Linked DNA regions of Rattus norvegicus: region 2 is linked to region 1. The links are chromatin contacts, called in public Hi-C maps. All regions are on one chromosome and are shown on one strand. The core of a region is the stretch at or near the end of the contact, and the rest is flanking DNA. Distances in the headings are between cores, read along the strand shown. Region 1 has its middle 56 kb from the start of RGD1563049. Region 2 has its middle 40 kb from the start of Hivep3.

Region 1 (4,860 bases), core at 597-3,096:
TCAGTGAGAGACAGTAATTGAGAAAGACACTTGACATTGACCTCTGGCCTCTGCACTTGGATTCACAGGTTTAGGCACTTGTACACACACACACACACACACACACACACACACACACACAGAGGGGGAGGGCATGCAGACAGACAGACAAACACAGAGACATACATACACATACAGAAACACACACAGGCACAGACACTCATCCAGACACATACACACTCTCATACAGAAACACACACAGATGTATATACACACAGAAAAATACACACAGAGACAGATACACACACACACACACACACACACACACACACACCCCAAATACAAATAAATACACTTGCCCCTCTATTTATGAGCCTGTCTGTGCTGAGATGGTGGATACTAAAAAACATTTTCTGCATACACAGTGGTGTGGAGGAGACATGGAAATGTGAGAGGCCTGACTCCAGGCCACACACTTGTCAGTCAAGTGCCCCAGCCAGAGGTGGGATTACACCTATCCATGCTGTTATATTCTCTCCTGGACCCTTACAGTTTGGAAAGTTTCCATCGAATCTGGGCAAATGCCCAGAGTATGTGTGTGAGCTTTCCACTAGCCTAGATGTCAGAACTGTGGGTCAGGAGTGGTTGCTTTCTCTGTAGGGTGCCAGCTCTCACACTTGGATTGCCCAGTGGAGATATAACATGAGTCACAGATGCAAACTGCATGTATACTTTTAAATGCTCTGGTAGTCACATTAAAAAGAGTAGAAGGAACTGTTTGAACCTAATTTTAATACTACATTTTCCTTAATGGAATATACCTAAAGTGTGTGTTGCTTCTCTACGTGGTCAATATGAAAACTCACCCAAGCTCACACTGTTCGTTCCCTATTAAACACTTGAAAACCACTGTGTACTTTAGAAGGACATGTAGCCAGCTACATTTTCATAGCCATGGGTAACTAATGGCTCTCTCACAGGGCGTCACTAGCAGGAGAAGCAGGTCTTTGGCTTCCCCCAAAGACACTATTCTGGCAGCAGAGCTGCCTCTCAGTGTTCTAGTTGCCCAGAGCAACAAGGCCTGAGTGGGTCACGTGCTGGGTGCCCCTGCCTGACCCAGAATCCCCATCTTTCTCTGCCTGTTCCCAGCAATGCAAGGCAGCCTTCTACTTTGAAGTCCTAGAAACCCCAAGGAGTCTGATTCTAAATCCAAGAATAGACTGTGGCCATAGCCCCCAGCCCCCAACACACGTCATTTAGAAGAACTCATTTCTGTCACCCGGGGCATCTAGCCACTTGCCCTGGCAGCCCACAGGTAAGACAATGACTTACACCAATTTTGAATTCACCTTTCTTCCCAAGAGAATTTTGCCCTCTATGGGCTTTGGGCAAGCCCCTTCCATTCTGAAGAAGAAACCCCCCATTCATGATGTTGCCAGCAAGAGAATACTGTGCTCATAAAACAGGACTCACCTAGTGACCAGTACTGGATAGCTCTGGCATTTTCTTACAGCCCAGGGCTCTGGACACTTGGAAGAAAAAACATGGTGTGTGTGTGTGTGTGTGTGTGTGTGTGTGTGTGTGTGTGTGTGTGTGTGTGTGTGTGTGTAGTAACTGGAGTATCCTGAAAAAGCCCCGAGGCTGCCCCTGCCTTCATAACTCCACAGCCCTCCTGCGAGCTTGGCCTGCCTTTCTCCCTCCCACTCTCTTTTGTTAAGTGGCACAAGGAGATGTTATTTATTGTACCTTTCTGACAAGTAAAAGCCATTGCTCTGATTTACAACTCGGCCGCCCCCTCTCTTGAGTCAGTGTGTGATTCATCTCCTTAACGTGATACTTCCGAAGCGTGTGGCTCACTCTCAGGATGAGTGGAACAGCCTTTTCTGCCAGACTTCTCCTCAGGCCTTTAGCTGCCCTTCCTGGCACACCATGCCCAGCCAAGATCCAGCCATGGTTCTCTGCTGCAGAACTTGATGTTTTCCTCCCAGCAGTGGCTCTGTCCCATACTGACCTCCCAAGAAAATTAGTCAGGGCCTTGGGGAGCTCCTGAGTCAGAGTCAGCGCAAACCCCAGATGCAGTTTGGATGGGGGCGGGGGAGGTCAGGCTTGGAAACCATCACTGGATTACTCTGCAGACCTGTCAGAGTGAGGGGACTGAGCAGAAGCCTGGAGCCACCCACCCTCCAGGCTGTGGTTTGTGACCTGGCTTCACAATTCCAAAATCTCCCAGCAGGCTCCAAGCTCTGGAGTCCACCTACTTAACTCCTCACTCACTCACTCACTCATTCATTCAACAGCCTTCAACTCCCTTCTGAGCTTGTGCTGCCTAAATTGTGACAAAACATAAGTAGCAATGATTACATAAGCCATTTTGAGCTAACTCAATGACATTAAAAAACATTCACATGTGGGCTAGAGGGATGGTTCAGCAGGTAGAGTGCTTGGTCTGCCAAGTGGGAGGCTCTGAGTTCAGTTCCCCAGAGTTCCAAAGGCTGAGCATGGCTGTGCATGCTGTGGTAACCCAGCCTCCTGGAGGCGGAGACATGCAGATCCTGAAAGCTTGCTAGCCTGCCAGCATAATTGAAACAGCAAGCTTCCAGTTCAGGGAGAGAGAGGCCCTGTCTCAAAGCAGAAAGGCAGAGGCTCATAGAGATGCCTGACATCCTGCTGCAGCTTCTTTCTGTATGTGTGCACAGGTACACCCACCCATACACTCACATGCATGTACCACCTACAAATATACCACAGACACACATGCACACTTACATGCATTCACACACTCACATGTACACTTACACACATATATACTTATACATTCGCACAGGCTCACATATGTATGTACTCACACAGACATGTGATCTATACACATTCATACACTCATATTCACACATGCACACACATTCACACTCACATACCCACACATACACATTCACACACAGGCATTCACACTCTCACACATACATTCACACATACACATATGCATGCATGCTCACGCTCATGTACATGCATTCACATTGATTCTGTCTCTGTCTCTCTGTCTCTCTCTCTGTCTCTCTCTCTGTCTCTCTCTCTGTCTCTCTCTCTCCCTCTCTCTGTCTCTCTCTCTCTCTCTCTCTCTCTCCCTCTCTCTCTCTCCGTCATGCAACCATCACCACCATCTTCAGAACTTTTTATCTTTCCAGACTCTGAAACTCTAACCCAATCCTCCTGCCCTCCACCCCTCATAGCTGCTGTTCCGTGTGCGCATGTCTGTGAACGCGGCTTCCCAGGTGCCTTGCACAGGTGGGATCATCTGCCAGCATTTCCCTGCCAGAGTCTAGCACAGCATAGTCCAATCCAAGCTCTGACTTGACAGGACTGGGAAGAGACCCTCAACAAAGAGCATGATAAACCCAGTGCCCAGGTCACTCCCTCTTTCTCCTTGAGTCTCTGGTATGGAATGACATGCCCCACCTAATTCATAGCCTTTCTCTTTCAGAGGCCTTACAGACAGTCCTCATGGGAGAGGCAAAGGCACGGGGCACAGGAGAGCAAGACTGGTCATTGAAACTGTCTGGCTTTGCTGTCCCTGATCTCAATTCCCACGTGTGTGGCTGTAGACAGCCAGGACCCTTCCTTTTCCCATGTTTATCCTGGTGGCCTCCAGGAAGAGAACCACAGACTTGTCTCAGAAGTCAGTTCCCTCTGCCATCCTTGTCTGGCCTCTCAGTGCTCAACCCTACTCAACACAAGTCCTAACTGCATGTCCATGGGCTGACCTGATTACCCATGGGGCCCCAGGGAGAGTCAGGCCTCCGTCTGGGGCAGGTGCACCTCCTGGCCCTCCTCACTTCTCTCTCATTCCTCTCTTCTACTGTGTGGGCTTGGAGACCCTCCCAGAGCTTCTACAGGATCCTGCTTCAGGGGTTTGAGAGACTGGTTTCAATCCTAATTTGGAGGCTAGAAGGTAGTTCCTGGCAAAGTCACATCAAGGCAAACATAGATGTCCCCAGAGGAAGATGGCATTCCCAATTCAGCCTGAGCCCTGCCAGCTACTCCTGGCTCAGTCTTCCCCTGGCTTAGCTCTGATGTGTTCATATTCTGTCATGGGTCTCCAACTTTACTCCTGGCATGTTTAGGAACTCCCAGACCCCTGATACTGGTTCTCAGCACCTACCTGGCCTTTTGCACTCCCTCACAAATGGATCTGTCTCAGAATCTACCTGTAGACCATGCCAAGGCCCCAGCTGCTGCCTTTCCCCACCTCCAGGGCTCTGTGAAGCTCCAGCTAGTCGTCTGCTCAGTGGTCCCCTTGAGATCACGAACCTCTGCTTCGGAACCCGTCTGTCTCTGTCTGGTTCTCAGGAACTTGATCAGTGATCTAAAACCTTCTCTACGTCTTCAGGGTGAGGTGCTTCTGCCCACATGGGGAGCTGTTGTCCAGAGCGACTCTGGGTCTCTGACGCCATTTCTTTTAATATTTGCCAAGGTTGGTGAGGGATGGACTATAATCTCGGTGACAAAGGAGATTGAGTCAACTTTCCCAAGAGCATTCAGATGAGCTCAGAGGTACATTTTACTTTCTCCCTAGACAGCAAGCGTTTGCCTCTTGCTATCTTTGCCCAGTGAGGGTACAGGGGCTTCTATCAAAGTATTTTTCTCTGATCATTGCTGAAGTACTCCCCTACACTTGGCAGATGGGACTCATTAGATGGCAGCAGCCCCCCTGGCACATTGCTGTGTCCCCCATCTCCAGGTGAAGAAACTGAGGCATGGATAGCAGTTTGACCAGGCTTCTCTGAGTGGTGAGACTTTGAAGCCCTCACTCCAACCAGCAGGCAGCTGCTACCATTACCTCAGGAAAGCACGGGACATGGGAAGACAGGCCTGGGCCACCAGCTG
Region 2 (4,860 bases), core at 1,719-4,218, 95 kb after region 1:
TGAGCTTGGCCACTCTAGGGGTGTTTGGTCATTGGCCCTGGTGTCTGAGGGGGCTGAGTGGGAGATCCAGTCTTACAGAAAACATGCCTCCTATCCTGTAAAAGGACAAGCCCACAGCCCACGCAGGGCTGGGAGAGGTGCAAAAGGCCCCTCGCAGCACCTAAAACAGTCTGTACAACATGACTTTAGGGTCTCAGCTTCTATTGTTCCCATCATGAAAAGGACATTTCTGCTGGTTTGATTTGACTCAACTCAGTGTATGCTTCCCCCTCCTTTCCGTGTCTATGCAACTTAGACTCACACTAGATTTTATTTATCTTCAGTACTCAGTCAGATAAACCTTCAACGGTGAAGAGCCAGCATCATTGGGGAGGATGGGGGTGGAGGGATTGGGAGACAGCTCTGTCAGTAAAGGGCTGCCACACAAGCATGAGACCTAAGTTCAGATCCCCCATCCCTCCCCTATCTATGGAAAGGCTGGAGGCATCTGCGCACAGAGGTACCCAGGACTGGAGTGGTAGGAAGACGCAAACCCTGAGAACCCATCGACCAGTCAATCTAGATCAATCAGTGAGTTCCAGGTTCCCTGAGAGATGCTATTTCAGAAAATAAGGTGATCAACAACTGAAGAAATCATCTGATATCAACCTCTGGCCTCCATATGTGTGCACACATACTAACAGAAGACACAGATAGACAGACAGACAGACAGACAGACAGACAGACAGACAGACAGACAGACAGGTGCATGCACACACGCACGCACACACACACACATCTATAATAAAAGAAGTTAGACTTGGTCTCACAGGTCTTGTTTGCTTTTAGCGAGGGGTAGTGTGAAGAAGTACATATATGATCAGGAGCTCCAGGCTGTAGTGGGGCTCATTGCCTGCTGAATACCTAGAATCTAACCTTCACTCTCCCTCATGTATGTCCTCCCTCCTGTATGCCCTCCCTCCTGGATACCCTCCCTCATGTATGCCCTCCCTCCTGAATGGTACAGATGACTATGAGTCCTCCCAGAGTCAGAAGTGAGCCAAGAAGGAGACACAGGTGAAAGGGAAATGCTGGCCTTGGAAAGCTCCTGGCAGGCAGCTCCCATCCTCTCTGGGAAGAACCCAAAGGCCTCCTGGGAAACACATTCTTTCACTGTCCCCTTACATCTGAGACCACCCATCTGGTCTCGGGGATCTCCCAGCTGCTCCTCAGCCAGCTGTTTGTCTCCAACTGTCCTGTGGTTACAGATCTTTCTAGCGTTCTCAGAAGCCTCTTTCTCAGGTTGGCTCCAGGAAGGGAACTCAGCCCCACTGAGTGAGGAGCAGACAAGTCTGGGGAGGGTCCCGGGAGGGCCAGCCTGGGAGAAGCCAGATGAGTGTTGCCTTGTATTTTTCAAATAACTCCATGTCCACAAAGCTAAAAATGTGGTCCGTCCTTACATATTTTATATGTATGTGTGTTCCCAGTACATTTCCTTCTAATTTTTAAAACCATACATAACATTTAATCCATATGGTTCTGATTCCTTAACACTTAAATCATCCAAATGTTGTTTTGTAAGATCTATTTGCAAATCTCTTTACATAAGCTTTTAACTCATTCCATCTCAAGGGGAGAAAATCAGGATCCTTAGGGTGGGGCTCCTCTTCCTGGCTTCTGTTTCCTTACCCAAGGCCAGGATGATGCCTTGGCCAGTCTGGTCTGGGCCCTAGATGCTTGGGCTTCGTCTTCAGGGCAGAGAGTTGGGGAGCTAGGTAGGAGAAGGATAGATAGACAGAAAGGATCCTACAGGCTCTTGTCCACTTCCTAGCTCTCCAGATCTTCTGCCCATAAAGGTTTGAGGGACATAAACAAGGTACTTAACCAGGGTAGGGTAGGGGAACCAATGGGGCTTTCCCCACATGTGTGCCTCTAGGGCAGTGCTGGGGCAGGTGGAAGCCTGTTGGGCTCTGGGTCATTCTTCAAGAATCCTAAGACAGCAAACATCACACTGTAGTCAGTCTGGGCCTGGAGCAACAGGTGGCATTGTTACTTCAGGCTCTGGGGACCAAGAGGCCCAAAACAGTGGCCCCAGCACCAGAGGCACAAGACACTGGTAAGATACAAAACACTGGAGCTCAGGAGAGGGTCAGAGCTTGGAATGAGCTTCCAAGCACCCACTTTCACTTGGGAGCCCCCACCCAATGTACCCGGCCCCCAATGTACCAAGGAGATGAAGACAGGAAGGTGGCCGTTCAAATGGGAAACAAAATTTTCAAAACATAGACTGAGATTCCCCTTAGGGTCCCCGACTTTAGGCAAAGTTCACTCTTCAACCTAGAGTTGTTGCTCGATCTAAAGGTGTCTTACCCCCAGTCTCCCTCTCTCTTGTCCCTGCTCCCTTGTGACCAGCCTCTAACATACAGTACCCTTAAGCTTCTTCCTGTTTTCCCGGCATCTCTCTCCTCTGATGGACACCACCTACCTGACAGTTCCCTTCCTCTGAGAAGTTTCTTGGGATCGGTAGACATTGGCCTTCCCCTCTACCTCCACAGCCAGTCTTTCTAAACTGTCGTTATGTCCCAGACTGAATGTCCGGGAAGGATGCTTCAGGACTGTGCTGGGAGCTGGCAGTGGGATTCAGAGAGAAGTCGCTGCTGTCCAGGGAACCCTGGTGTGTTTAAGGCAGGTCCCATGTGACAGCTTTCTGAGAAGTCAGGGTGGAATTTGAAGATAGTGCCCACAAACTCTGGCCAAGGGTGTGAGATAAGAGAAAAAGAGTCTTGGGATGTCCAGGTGTGGCATAGCTGCTGGGATTCCCTGCTGCAGGGGCCTGTGGGCAAGCTCTGATCTGGATACCACCCGTGTCTGTATCCACAGAATGGGATTTGTTTCTCTGCCAGTTCCAGAAGGAGCAAATCCCAGACAGAGCGGCCTCTGGGACGGAAGAGCAGATGCTCAATCTAAAATTAGGGCCGCTGACTGCGGCTTCGTGGAGGCTTCGGAGCGGATCTGCTCCTCGCAGCTGTCAGTATGTAGCAGAGGAGACGTGGAGCCCCTGCGCCCTGGTGAGGCTGAGCAGCAACAGTGACAGCCAGCAGAGCTTGCAGTCTGCAGACTCCCTGTGGTGCTTTACTGGCCTTGACCTGTGGACTCAGATTCCCTTCCTAGGGGGGAGCTGCCTCAGGCCTCAAGGGGGCTCCTCTCTGACTTTTGACTATGAAAGCTTCCTTACGAGTTTAAACAAATAGTCTCATACTATCTTGCCAGGGAGAGCCTGTGTGTGTATATGTGTGTGTGTGTGTGTGTGTGTGTGTGTGTGTGTGTGTGTGTGTGTGTGTGTGTGTGTGTGTGTGTGTTTGGAGTATGGGGGGAGAAGCCAGAGGGGTTTCAGTGTTTGCCTTCCATCTTGCTTGAGAAAGGCTCTCTTTTCTGGGACTCTCCCATCTCAGCACTGGAGCCCTGAAGCTGCAGCGTCCCACTTCCGCCCTGATTTTATGTCTGTCCACAGATCTGAACTCAGGTCCTCATGCTTGTACCCCAAGAACTTTATCCGGAGTCAGCTCTCATGTCCCCTTCAGCTCTCACAGCCTGCCCTAGATGGGCTGTGGTTCTGGACACCAGTGGGAAACTGGGCATGTGGTGCATGTCAGCAAACCCACGCACACCAGGGAAGGGAAGACAGAGGGATCGAGAGTTCAAGACCGTGCTTAGTTAGCCCGGGAGGTACAATACTCCACATGCGACACTCCGTTTCAGAACACGAAAGCAAGAAAACAACAACAGAAACAACCCCCCGCCCCCACAAAACAAAACAAACAAACACAAACAGGCAGAAGGGAAACCTGGTTTAGGAATTTCACTTATTTCTCCCAAACCTGCAGTTCTCACAGCGGTCCACATACTGAGCTCCAGGATCCTGCATCAGCAGTTCCCACTGTTCATGGGGGCCTTCCCTATACCACGTGACTTAGCGTCAGCTGTCCCAGGGGGTTACGCTAACCTTTCCTACGTGTGTGACCCATCCCCAACCCCTGCCCTCCTGGTCACTGCTTCTGCTGCAGCACACCGCTCTGCTGCCATGCTGTCTGGAGTGTGTTCATTCCGTCTCTTCATGTCTACCTGCACTTCTGCGGAATACAAGCCATATAAGGCCAGGCAGGGGTTTGTTCCTGGTTCCTCAGATGTTTACCTCTCTCGATTGCACATTGTTATAGAATACATGTATTTAGGCGAAACAGCAGCATCCAAGCCCAGGCTAAATTCTCATTATGGTCCCTGATGATGTGCGGGGACGAAGGGTTGCCCGAGTAGGTTTGAGGTGTGTTTTGGTTCCCTTAGCACCATACTGAATGCTTGCTTATGTGTGTCTCTTTGCCAGAGAGGCACTACCAGGTGAATAGGGCTACTTCTGAAGGGGGAGGGGGAGTCCTCATTTACAGACTCATGAGATTCTGTAAGATCCTAATATCTGGAAGAATTGAGGCTTCAGCCTCTGCATGAGCAGGGATCTTTAGAGATATGTGTGTGTGTGTGTGCCCACGGGTTTGCTCACATGCATGTGCATGTGCGTGTGTGTGTGTGTGTGTGTGTTTATTGTAAGAAGTTGGTTCTTGTGGTTATGGAGGCCAACAAGTTCCCAAGATCTGTTGGGGTCAATTTCAATCTGAAAGCCAAGAGAAGAACCAATATTTCCTTCTGAGCCCAAAGCCTTGGAAGATCAGCTGCTAGCTCTGTTGGCCAGCAGGAGGGTCCCATCCCCTCTTCCTTAGCTTCCGTGTCCTAGGTATGCCCTAGTTGGCTGGGTGATACGCATCTACTTTAGGGGGAGCATGTGCTTGACTCAGTCTACTGAGTCATGCATTAATTTCATCCAGGGCA

What was found. Hi-C and Micro-C count contacts between places; a contact is called where the count stands out from the background.
Region 2: a contact with region 1 is called in a Hi-C map of prefrontal cortex, with 2.2 times the contacts expected there. The contact joins two enhancer-like sites. A contact is called at or near these places in 3 of 12 Hi-C or Micro-C datasets (Schwann cells, mammary epithelial cells and prefrontal cortex).

What each region holds. Positions count from the first base shown.
Region 1 is chr5:138,806,640-138,811,499 of GRCr8, forward strand. It overlaps a transcript of Hivep3 not described here. Among named protein-coding and RNA genes, the nearest start is that of RGD1563049, 56 kb to the left of the region's middle. Within about 2 kb of position 1,847, at least 40 of the 93 cell types and tissues checked have an H3K27ac peak or open chromatin away from gene starts, as enhancers often do. A contact at or near this core is called in prefrontal cortex, where this site is marked.
Region 2 is chr5:138,900,998-138,905,857 of GRCr8, forward strand. It overlaps a transcript of Hivep3 not described here. Among named protein-coding and RNA genes, the nearest start is that of Hivep3, 40 kb to the right of the region's middle. Within about 2 kb of position 2,969, at least 18 of the 93 cell types and tissues checked have an H3K27ac peak or open chromatin away from gene starts, as enhancers often do. A contact at or near this core is called in prefrontal cortex, where this site is marked.